Regions from separate parts of the Hordeum vulgare genome. Here region 2 is linked to region 1. Evidence: chromatin contacts called from public Hi-C data. All regions are on one chromosome and are shown on one strand. Each heading gives the region's core, a stretch centred on a gene start, on an enhancer-like site or on the middle of the called end of the contact. The rest is flanking DNA. Distances are from core to core; before and after follow the strand shown.

Evidence for each region. A called contact is a pair of places that touch in the nucleus more often than the background predicts.
Region 2: a Hi-C map of seedling shows a contact between it and region 1, with 5 times the contacts expected there. The contact joins the promoter of LOC123398675 here to the promoter of LOC123452831 in region 1. A contact is called at or near these places in 2 of 6 Hi-C or Micro-C datasets (leaf and seedling).

Annotation. Positions count from the first base shown.
Region 1 is chr5H:357,080,625-357,086,955 of MorexV3_pseudomolecules_assembly, forward strand. It overlaps LOC123452831 (ribulose bisphosphate carboxylase small subunit, chloroplastic), which reads left to right and starts at 2,237. Exons shown (of 2, transcript XM_045129554.1): 1 at 2,237-2,457; 2 at 2,580-3,206. The coding sequence starts at 2,311. The coding sequence ends at 2,960.
Region 2 is chr5H:357,212,617-357,218,947 of MorexV3_pseudomolecules_assembly, forward strand. LOC123398675 reads left to right here and starts at 3,036. Exons shown (of 2, transcript XM_045093122.1): 1 at 3,036-3,389. The coding sequence starts at 3,149.

The DNA.
Region 1 (6,331 bases), core at 987-3,486:
TTGGCTGGGCAGGCCGGGGCAGATCTGGCCCAACTAGGCTGGCGGAGGCGCTGGGCCGCGGTCCACAGCGGACGACAGGGCGCTAGCAAGCCGGAAACCTCCCTCGTTCCAGATCAGATCGAGGAGAGGCAGCAGCTACTGCTGCTTGGCGATGGGGAGGTGCGGCTGGGGCTTTGGCCGGCGGGGACTGGCGGCGGCCGGCGGCGGGAGGCGGCCGGGGGCTGGAAGCGATGTTAGTGGGCGGCGGCAGCCGAAGGTGTCCGGGCGCGGCGACCTGCGGGCTCCGACGCTGCAGCAACTCGGGAGGAGCTCGGGCATGTGGGAGATAGGGGTTGCTTCGCCCCTATGGGCCCGGGGAGGGCCTGGCTCGGGCCGGCGGGCCTGGAGGAGAGAGGAGGAGGTGGGAGAGGAGGCTAAGGGTTTGGGGACACACGGAAAACGAGGAGAGGCCGGATCTGGAGGGCTCGCCCTTCCTTTTATAGACACGGATTGAATTAAGGGGCTACAGTTAGCTAATTTAATCTGTTTTCAGATCGTAGGATCTTGATCGGGCGGTCCGAAACGAAGGGGTAGGCTAGGTGGGTGGTGTTGGGCTATGTAGATGGCCTTTGTGGGGAAGAGAGGGAGGTTGTGGCCGGCAACGTGATTTTAAACACCGACAAAACGTCCTACGATAAATCGAAGACGATGCCGCTACGGTTGACCGTTCGGGTATCAAACAGACTCTGATTGCGACGAAATTTGGTAGGCGGTCTACCTACACTATATTAAGACCGCATGCCAACTTTCGACCCAAGCCGTGAATATTTTTAACGCACTTTTAAAAATAATATTTTAACGATGCCACGGGCGCATGCGTGTGTGGTTGGTCTCAAAACGTTCGACGGCGAACATAGAGAGAACCAGCAACTAATAACGGATGCAGGTTTTGAAAACTAGCGGCAACGGAGTGCCGATGCAATGCAGATGATGCGCATGATGCGATGATGAATGTGACAGACAATCTAATCGCACGACGGCAATAAAATATGAGGGGAATCTTATAGAACGTCGGTCTCGGGCTGTCACACACATGCACTTTTCAGGTTGCAACTCTCGCACCACATATCCTCTATTATGGGTACGGGATAGGTTTGGGAGTGATGTGAGGATGCTTGTTTGGGAGGGAGGGAGGGAGGGAGAGGGAGAGGGAGGAAGAGGGAGGGAGGGAGGGAGGGAGGGAGAGAGAGAGAGAGAGAGAGAGAGAGAGAGAGAGAGAGAGAGAGAGGAGGGAGGGAGGGAGGGAGGGAGAGGGAGAGAGAGAGAGGGAGGGAGGGAGGGAGAGAGAGGGAGGGATGGGGAGAGAGGGAGAGAGGGAGAAGGAGAGGGAGAGATGGAGAGTGAGAGCCAACGACTAACCAACACCACCTCGGTGTAGAAAATGAGGTGATCACACAATTTTGCATCATCATCATTATCACCATCGTTGTTTTTGTTGTTGTTGTGATGAATTGTGATGCTAGCCTTAGTTTGTTCGTGTGATTTTGTACATTGATGATCATTGTCATCACTGTTTTTTTTATTTTTATGTAATGTTGTTCTTATTGTTGTGATGTTTGCCTTAATTTATTCCTTTGAGTTTGTACACTCAAAGAAAATTCTACATGAGAGACATCAAGCAGCTAGCAATGCCATGCTTAGGAGTATCTTACTGTTGAATCCGAAAGTGAGATTGCAAACGGCGGCCAAAGTCGACCGGTTTTCACAGCGACACAACCATTTCATAAACTATCTATGCTGAGACTTGAGACATCATATCACGGACATGACTTCGGCATACTAACCGTGTAGGATGAAGGAAGCTGTGTTTGCCAAGTATTAATCTGGAAGTGTACCTAAGGCAGATGCCCTTTCACAATATATAATCACCTCTAGTTTCCCTCAAATAAAAGTTAACTCTAGTTAGTAGGCGTAGCAATGCTGATACATCTCACTATCTCACCATATATACGGTACAGCCAACCTGGAGAATAATGCAAATGGGCATGAGTGCAAGTAGCAAGCAATGAGTAGGGCCAGCAGCTAGCAGGGCACACGGCCGTTGATTCTATGGTGCAGAGGATAAGGCGCGCAGACATGTGGTTGTTTATCCCGACCTTATCAGGACGCGGTGATCCGCGGGGGCTTATCGCCGCTGCCGAACGGCAGCCACTCCTTCCACATCTTGTTCAGGAAGGGCCCAAGGGTTATATAAGCCTTGCTGACCCAACGAACCAGTCCTCAAGCCAGTGTGCCTCCCTCTAGCAAGCTATATACCTACATAGTACAGCTATGGCCCCCACCGTGATGGCCTCGTCGGCCACCTCCGTCGCTCCTTTCCAGGGGCTCAAGTCCACCGCCGGCCTCCCCGTCAGCCGCCGCTCGAACGGTGCTAGCCTCGGCAGCGTCAGCAACGGTGGAAGGATCAGGTGCATGCAGGTAAACAACATCGTCTCTGTCTTTCTAGTCATTTTTAAGCCGACGGATGTCAAGAAGAACAATCAAACGTGTAGAACTAGAGTTATAGTCTCTTAATGTATAGACGTGAATCTGATTTGCAGGTGTGGCCCATCGAGGGCATCAAGAAGTTCGAGACCCTGTCTTACTTGCCACCACTCAGCACGGAGGCCCTCCTTAAGCAGGTCGACTACCTGATCCGCTCCAAGTGGGTGCCTTGCCTCGAGTTCAGCAAGGTTGGGTTCATCTTCCGTGAGCACAACGCATCTCCTGGGTACTACGATGGCCGGTACTGGACAATGTGGAAGCTGCCTATGTTCGGATGCACCGACGCCACACAGGTGCTCAACGAGGTGGAGGAGGTCAAGAAGGAGTACCCTGACGCGTATGTCCGCATCATCGGATTCGACAACATGCGTCAGGTGCAGTGCGTCAGCTTCATCGCCTTCAAGCCACCAGGCTGCGAGGAGTCCGGCAAGGCATAAACAGCTCACTGACGATGGGCCACATATAAAGTGCCATTGCAGTTTTGTCAACTCTGACATTGCTTTGGGTTTTCCTTCTCCATTTATCTTTCTTATTTGTTCCTAAGAATATGTGTATGTCCATGTTCATGTACCAACATGGCTCGAGAAAACATGCTTGTATGTGAATGCTGTCGGTGGCTATGTATATGCACGTACGCATAATATTATACAATAATATGTCAACTATATACGTTTTAATGGTAACCAATGGAAAATATCTCCAGCACCGTGCTTATACTTTTTATTAGGAACTTCTGTCTTAGTTTTTATCCCTAAGATGTAGGGTTATAAACATGGCCCCACGGAACGTTGGCCAATAATATGATATTAGTTGTATCTATAAGTGTGACATAGGGCTAAATCTCAGGCTAGAGTATAACTAAAGGGAAAATGAGGAAGTTGTATTATATTTCTTGCAAAGATAGAATTATTACAATCTATCTATACTTATACTAATTCTAGACTTTCTAAAAATTCCCATGTTAATTAAAAATTAGGAACCGTTGATCCCGTGGGGCCGAATTACTACGGTGTAGATCAATCCTGAAAATTCTAAGATTAGTTAAAATTCCCTATGATTTATGTTACTCTTGTGCCAAAAAAATCTCTTGCGCCAACAAAAAGAACCAATGAACCAAACCACACCAAAATCTGACACAATCTCCTAGGTATTTTTTTTTCCTTGGTAAATCTCGCATGGCTCTCTCTCACGTACGTCCAAAACCTGACCCAAATTATCAGGTCTCATATATCCCTTTTTTTCCACCAACTGTATATTTATCTCTCAAGACTCCCCCTTCTGTTTTTTCCCAGGATGTCTCCTTTCAAAATCTCACGTATCTCCAAACCGGAAAATCTCTCACATATCTTACTCACGTCTCATTAACCATTGATTTGATGGGCCCAAGTGATTACATCTTAAATTTATATAAACTCTGGACCACGCAACAAGATATTACGTACTTCCTCCGTTTCAAAATATAAGACCTTTTAGAGATTTCACTAGAAGAGTACATACAGAGCAAAATGAGTGAATGTACACTCTAAAATATGTCTATATACATCTGTATGTAGTTTATAGTACAATCTCTAAAAGGTCTTATATTTAGGAACCGAGGAAGTACTATACAACAAGATTTGTGAAAATACAAAACGTATCTGCGTGCATGTATTTCTCCCAAAAATATCTGCATGAATGTAAAAACCGAAAAAGTGAAGAAACAAACTTTAATTGACTCTTTTCTTTTAACTAGCATGCCTTGCTCATCTCTTGAAAACGTGCAAGGCAGAAAGCTTTCTTTGCGGTCGTTCAAGTCTCATCAGAGCTGATCACCATACCATTGTCCATAGAAACTATATCTTCTCTATGATCTTTCAGTGCTGTGCAGATTGTGTGCTACGCCGACGGCGGCCATTTATGTTTCCTCCGACTCCAAGCGAAAAATCAAGCGTGCGTACATACTTCCACTGCTGCACTGCCTAGGCTCTGCATACTCGGCATCAACAATAGTGTCGCGCATTATTTTGAGATTCAAGTCTAAAAATATTTTGAAAAAAGTAAGATTTAGTGTACGCGCATTATTTTGAGATTCAAGTCTAAAAATATTTTGAAGATATACATTTTTATTCATATACCACTCGAGTCTGTGACAAAATAAGCCATGTCATGAGATGCTTACTATGAAGTGTTATTCTTTATATAATTCTCCTAAGCTCCTTTGAATAATTTTATTTCACCCAAGAAAATATTTGTTGTTTTGCATTTTATCATCTATGTTAAGTTATATGTAGTAAGTATAGTCACGTGCATTTGTTAGGTACTCACTTGGTTTTTAGTACATATGAAAAATCCTTTTGTTCAGAATTTAATGATTTAATTTTTTTGGGAGATGGAGCCACGTTTTATTGGTTAAAGCTATGGTTAAAAATGAGTGCCGAAAGTCACGTGCATCCCTTATGTACTTATGTCGACCGACTGATTTCGAGAAATAGGCAATTTACAAGAAGTGATACCTAAGATAGTGTCAAAATACCATAGTAGAAAACGAAGAATGTAATTTTCAAGTTATATTTTTAGTTATATATAACTATAGAATAAACAAATTACTAATTCATGAAGCTTCGAGATCAGATAGTTTATACACTTGGAAAAGGAAAATATATTAGTCAACTCCTAAAAGTCAATATTGGAAACTCACATTAGTTCAATGAATCAATTGTAAACAATTAATAAGAACTACAAACTTAGATTAGTTCTCACTGTCTAAAACAAGTTACAAGTAGTGCATAATATCAATTATTTATATATTATATAAACTGATCTAGCCCGTGTGAATGCACGGGTTGTCGACTAGTAAGCTCTAATAATTTTTAGGATAGGAAGCGACTGAAACTAGAGAAAAATAAAATCTATCACGGGAAACTTGATTATTCCATTTATTCGGTAGGGAGTCTATAATACAAGCGTAGCAATAATGGTTTGTATACTTTTGTTGTATTTCGTAAGGCTTTGGTTATGGTTTGGCTTATAAGCCAGAAGCCGAACCAAAATTCAAAACCGCTAAATGTGCTTTAATACAAACAAGACACCTAGAAATTAGTGAAGTGGTGAAATTGGTCTAAGACGTTCCTTTGTTGTTTTTAAGGCCAGATATTTGAGTTTGTTCCCGAATTTGATAGTTATTTACCCATCAATTCCATGGATATGAAAAAGAGAATCCTCTGAATATCTTCCCTTCCACCAATCCCATCTCTTCAATTATTAAAGTAGCGGCGATGCCATCTTGTTCGTGCCAATCGGTATGCTTCTCACGTCACGGCCTGATTACTGACTCGCATTCAGCGTAAGACATCGCCTTCCACACACCATCCTTTCTCGTCACCCTTTCGCCCTCTTTCCCGATGTTCTCCTATCATGTTATCATATTGAACCTGTTGTCGGAACCTTAGCATACTACAACCATTGCGGAATTTCGTCTCGCATACATATATGCATAACCACTCGCCATTGTCCCCTATGTTTCCTCCTATGACCTTATTTTTATATACACCGCAATGGCTTGAGGCCCACCACCGTCGCCCAAGTTGCTCCCACGGAATGTGTATCTAGGCTCCCTATGTGCTTGAGTGATTAGTGACAAAGCAAATTTTGAGGACTAAAGATTCCCCTAAGTACATTTCAAGTTTGCTCTCTGTGTTAAGTGGAAAAAAGGATGATGGTCCCTACTTTTGATTCTCAAGATGGTTGTACCCAAGGCTTACAGTCTGTAATTTTCTAGGATTTAATGTATCAAAGATTCTACACAAATTCAATGACAACTATATTATCA
Region 2 (6,331 bases), core at 1,786-4,285, 130 kb after region 1:
CTTCTTGATCCAGCAAGCAAGATGGAGAAGTAGATGAGTTCTCCGGCAGTGTGACAGCGCTCCGGTGGTGGTGATGATCTACTCCTGCAGGGCTCCGCCCGAGCTCCGCAGAAATCCGATCTAGAGGTAAAACTATGTGGAATATGCTAGAGTTGCACGTGGCAAAGTTGTGTCTCAAAAAGCCCTAAACCACCACTATATATAGGAGGGAGGGGAGGGGCTAGCCTTGAGGGACAAGGCCCTCAAGGTGCGCCGGCCGCCAGGAGGAGGAGGAGTCCTCCTCTTCCTTCCCACCTCCCTCTTTCCTTTTTCCTTTTCTTTTCTTTTGGTATTTTCTTATGTGGCGCCATAGCCCTCTTGGGCTGACTCCACCATCCCACTAGGGACTTGTGGCACCACCCTAGGGCCTTGGGCTCACTCCCGGGTGGGAGGGCCCCTCTCGGTAAACAACCAGAACCCATTTGTCACTCCCGGTACACTGCCGGAATTGCCCGAAACTTTCCGGTGACCAAATGAAACCATCCTATATATCAATCTTTGTTTTCGGACCATTCCGTAAACCCTCGTGACGTCCGTGATCTCATCCGGGAGTCCGAACAACATTCAGTAACCACACATATAACTCAACTATACTAAAACATCATCAAACCTTAAGTGTGGAGACCCTGCGGGTTCGAGAACTATGTAGACATCACCCGAGGCACTCCTCGGACAATATCCAATAGCGGGACCTGGATGCCCGTATTGGATCCTACATATTCTCTGAAGATCTTATCGGTTGAACCTCAGTGCCAAGGATTCATATAATCCCACATGTCATTCCCTTTGTCCTTCGATATTATACTTGCTCGAGATTCGATCGTCCGTATCCGCATACCTATTTCAATCTCGTTACTGGCAAGTCTCTTTACTCGTTCTGTAATACAAGATCCCGTGACTTACACTTAGTCACATTGCTTGCAAGGCTTGTGTGTGATGTTGTATTACTGAGTGGGCCCCGAGATACCTCTCCGTCATACGGAGTGACAAATCCCAGTCTTGATCCATACTAACCCAACGGACACCTTCGGGGATACCTGTAGAGCACCTTTATAGTCACCCAGTTACGTTGCGACGTTTGATGCACACAAGGTATTCCTCCGGTGCCAATGAGTTATATGATCTCATGGTCATAGGAATAAATACTTGACACACAGAAAACAATAGCAATAAAATGACACGATCAATATGCTATGTTCATAGTTTGGGTCTAGTCCATCACATGATTCTCCTAATGATGTGATCCAGTTATCAAGTGACAACACTTGCACATAGTCAGAAAACCTTGACTATCCTTGATCAACTGGCTAGCCAACTAGAGGCTTGCTAGGGACATTGTTTTGTCTATGTATCCACACATGTATCTATGTTTTCATTCAATACAATTATAGCATGGATAATAAACGATTATCTTGTAACAGGAAATATAATAATAACTATTTATCATTGCCTCTAGGGCATATTTCCAACACATATGACATGTCGTAGCGGTGCGAGGCGATCTCCCTTTGATAGCATAGAGTCTTGCCAAGTGGATAACTTTCGCTCAAGTTTCTTGAATAGGGGTAGTAGACTCGTGGTAGAGGCCTTATGAATGGGTAGGGGCAGACCAAGGTGGGTGATGGGAAATTGGGTCACCGGGCAGCGCATATAAGTCGCGATTGTGGCGATCTGCTCATCGGCGCAATGGATTGGGGTGACACAACATTTGCTGAAGTTCGTGTGGAGACTGGAAGCTTTCCCGAAGAGATGTAGTATCTCACGCACAATATTGATGTCGTGTCGGTCGATGTGGTAGAAGATGACGACGTCGTCCGTGTATAGTGATATGCTCAAGGTCACGTGCCTCGCAGTGATGCGCTGGAGGAGTCCGTCATCAACGACCCGTAGCAGCATGGTGTTGAGCATGTCAATGATCAGTGTGAAGAGCATCAGGGAAACCGGGTCACCTTGACGCGAGACGTGAGCATGCCCGATTGGAGGCCCTTGGTGTCCATTTATGAGTACTCGCGTGGAAGCCATGGAGAGCAGAATATAGATCCACTGGCACCAGCGGGGTCCAAAGCCAAGGTGCTCGAGGATCTGTAGGATGAAGGGCCACGAAACGCAGTCGAAGGCGCGCGCAATGTCCAGCTTGAGTAGCACGCGTGACGCCTTGAGGTTGTGCAACAGCAGAGTTGTTTGCTGCACCAAGAGGAAGTTGTCGTGGATGCATCTAGCTGCGATGAAGGCCCTCTGGTTAGTGGAAACCATCGTAGCAAGCCTAGGCACGAGCCTTAGGGCGAGAACTTTTGCGACAAGCTTTCCAAAGAGGTGTATGAGACTGACCGGACGGTACTCGGATAGGGATTGTGCGTCCGTCCTCTTCGGGAGAAGGGTGAGAAGTGCCTCATTGAGCTTTGGGAAACCCCTCCCATTCATGGTGTAGAGCTTGTTGAATGCCTCATAGAAGTCATGTTTAACGGTATCCGAGCATGCTTCGAGGTTTAGTTCCTCCGCTTCAAGCCATAAAAATAAAAATATTATCCTAATATATGTATTTGATGTGGTAAATATTAATATATTTTCTGTAAAAGTGGTAAACTTAAAAAGGTTTGACTTAAAACAAAGTTCTTAGTCCCTCTATTCGTACATACAAGGCCTAATACAATTTTACAGGTTAAGTTTGATCACATGTTAAAGTAAATGTTAATATATTTTCTGCAAAAGTGATGAACTTAAAAAGATTTGACTTGAAACAAAGTTCTTAGTCTCTCTATCCGTATACACAAGGCCTAATACGATTTTCGAGTTTAAGTTTGATCACATGTTAGAGTAAAAATCGTGAGAGAAGGGAGTTTCTAATGATATTAATTTTATATCATATATCTTATATATATTTACCAATAATCAATAGCAACCTTAAAATACGTATTAGGCCATATATATATATACGTGGGTGAAGGGAGTAGTTATTTTGGATAACCTTTTCAGGAACTTTCGACTATGATAGAGCCGGAATGGGGAACAGCGGGCGCACCACACAAGAAGGTACGTTCAGCCGTGCTGCCCCTCCTTTCCCTCCCTGGCTGCCTCCTACTCCAACCTAGCAACATACCACCTCTCACCGATGGCGACGACGAGCTCCCCTCGTCTCCTACCACTCCCCTTCTCCACCTCCACCGGCACCTCCTCCGCCCTCCCACCAGTCTGTCCCTCCCGCCTCCGCTTCAAGCCACTACCACCAGCAGCAGGCCCGGTTTCTACTTTCGCCTTGGACCGTGTCTGCCGTTCTTGGCTCAGCCTCCGCTGCCGAAGCGCTGCCGGACCCTTGCCGCCCTCCTCCGACCCACCGCCTCCATCTCCTCAAGGTAGCGCCACTGCCTCGCCCCTCTCCGTTTGCTTACTATCCAATCAGTTGTAGTTAGGGATTACAGGCTCTAGAGGAGGGTTGATTTTCAGTTTATTGTTGCTGGTCATTTCGGGAGCCCTTGATAGCCTTCTCTCACAAACTTAAAATTGGCATTTGGGGGGATTGGAAAAGCACCTTCCAAATTTCTGCCAAGATAATACCCCTGGGCGAATGAGGGGCGGAGCTTGACCATATCTTACCAAAAAATAGTATATTCCATAAATGTTTCCATATGTGAGGTGTTATTTTTCTGTGGGTGCGAATTCCTGTTCTATGGGATTCATCTTGGCTCAGACGAAATTATACTAGTTTGTTTAGTTAAGATATAAGATGACTTGTAACCTAGGAGTTCTTCTATGTCAATCCAATGGATAAGCTTTATCATACTCCAACGGTCCAACCTACTCTTCCATTACTGCCTTAAAAACCGAGTGCCCTGTTTTAAAGGGTAAAATGGTATTCTTAGGGTGTGCTTGGTTCAGGAACCAAGTGGAATGGAATGTCATGGTTACATTCCACCGGAATGGGTCGGTTCTGTTCCTACTTTTGGTAAAGTGTAATTAGATGGAATGGAACGGTTCTATTTCAGTGTTTGGTTTCTGTGATAAATTGAATGAATTTGATCCAACTTACCTATTGCCTGTCAATTAAACTCTCGTTTTCATTCGGAAAATAAACTACTAGTATTAGTTCTCTACTATGTGACAAACAAATTTACAACGAACAAGTTGGATTGGAGTGCTAAACTAAAAATCCACAACGCTGCTTGCCGCTGCTGGCTTGCTATCACGCCGCTATCTGCTGCTGGTTTGCTGTCCTGCCGCCCTGCCTTTCCGATCTGAGAGAACAAAAAGAAAGGAAATGCTCGAACTGCGCATGGAAGATCAGATCTCCTGGCTGGGCATGGGCGAGCCAATCTTGCGGCTCATGGCGTGATCTGCCGCCGCTCGCCTGTTGGTGCCTGTCACCGCTCGCCCCGTCCAGCGCCGCCGCCTGCCGATTCCTGCTGCTGCTCGCCTCCTTCTGGCACCGTCGCCTGCCGATTCCTGCTGCTGCTCGCCTCCTTCTGGCGCCACCTCCTGCCGATTCCTGCTGCTGCTGGCCACCTTCCTGCGCCGCTGCCTGCCGATTCCTGCTGCTGCTCGCCTCCTTCCGGCAGCGCCTTCCTGTGCCTACTGGATGTGTGTGTGAGAGAGAGACAAGAGAAGGAGATAAGCGACCCGCCGAGGGAGACGAGGTGTAAGCGCGAGCCGCTTCGCGTGGTTCTTCCGATTTGGAGGTATCGGCAGGTTCCGGATATAGGTCGAATATTCTCTTGGGGAGGACGAGGTGGTTCTTGTTCCAGTTACTTACCAAACATAGGAACGAGGCCCAGGGACGGGTCCGACCCATGCCATTCCAGCCCGTGACTGGAACCAAACACACCCTTAGGGGACCTAAAGCTTCCTGAACACCAGCATCAGCCTTCAGCTGATTGACGGCCTGCAGAATTGGCGTGATTTTATTGGAGAAGACGCGAACATTCCTTTCACGCCAGATAGCCCAAACCACGAAGACACACATGCAGTCCAGTCTCTTCCTGCCGTGGGACGTCCCTCACAGCAATCCACCATGGAATGGGCTCCTGATCCATGGTAGGTGCGACAGCCTGAAGATTGGCCCACTGAACAAGAGAGCTCTATATGATGTTGGCAATGGTGCAACGCACAAACAGGTGACTAATTTTTATGGTTGCTAATTTTTTTTTGGTCAAGCTAATGTCTCTTAGCCAACTCTAGTGCATTTTTCTTGCCAATGTTGGCCAACTCATGGCAAAGCAAAAGCTTGGCCAAATATTTGGCTGGTAGGGCAAACTTGGGCCAAAACCAAACATAGCTGTAATGTCCCCAGGACACTATGAAGCACCACAATGTAGTGGAATTTTTGGGTCAACCCATGTATAGTCCCAATCAAAATCCTCAATGACCAATGGGTCATAGCTTTCGCCGCCCACCTTCTCACAACTCTTTTCAAACCTACTCACAACAAGTCATTCAATGTTTGTTGTTCTAACCGGTTCCTTTTCTTTGTGTGGATCTAAATAGGTTGCTGCAATTACTATTGAACAAATACAAAGACTTTACTAGGTGACACACAAACTCAAACATGGTCTAACCTCACAGCCAGATCATGAAGCACAAAGTCTAACAATACACTTTGCAAACATTTGTAGCTCACTGGCCTAGGGCTTGTACCCTGAACCTCATTGACAAGAGGCTTCAGTTGCAGTCTCAAATTGCCTAGAGTTTGCAACATTTAATGGTATACCATACATATAGAAGAACAATGCCCACCGCATATTCTTTGCTTTTGATATAGCTTACCACTATTGCCAAGTGGTGCCCACCGCATATTCACATGGTGTCTCTCTTCCTTAGTCTTTGTGCTGGATTCCGTGGTGTTTTGAGAACACCTGGAGCGTCTTTCATCAACAAGATCCACAGGTTTTCTTCGAAGCATGTCAGCAATAGGTTATTTTGAGAAACAGATACATCCAATCAGAAATTAAAGTAGCTTAGTTGGTTACTGAAGTTCATCAATACTTCTTGCATCTGGGGCTCTGGACTGGAACAGTCAATCTAGATTGTCATGGTCAACGTTAAGAGTTAATATTGTTTGAGCCTTCAGCCAGCAGAGCAATGGAATGGCTTCTGTACATATGTTCTTATGAAGTGAGGATCCATCAGTTCTCTACAATTTTTTTTTTGAGAAAACGCAGTGAGATACGTGCGTTTCTTTGTATTGAAAAGGAAGAGTTTATATTACAATCCTCCTAGGAGGGGCAATGCTGGGAATTGAAAAGCCTATGACTAGTGTACATCCCAGGTCTTTGGGTAGATGATGCGGAGACCGGCCGCTCCT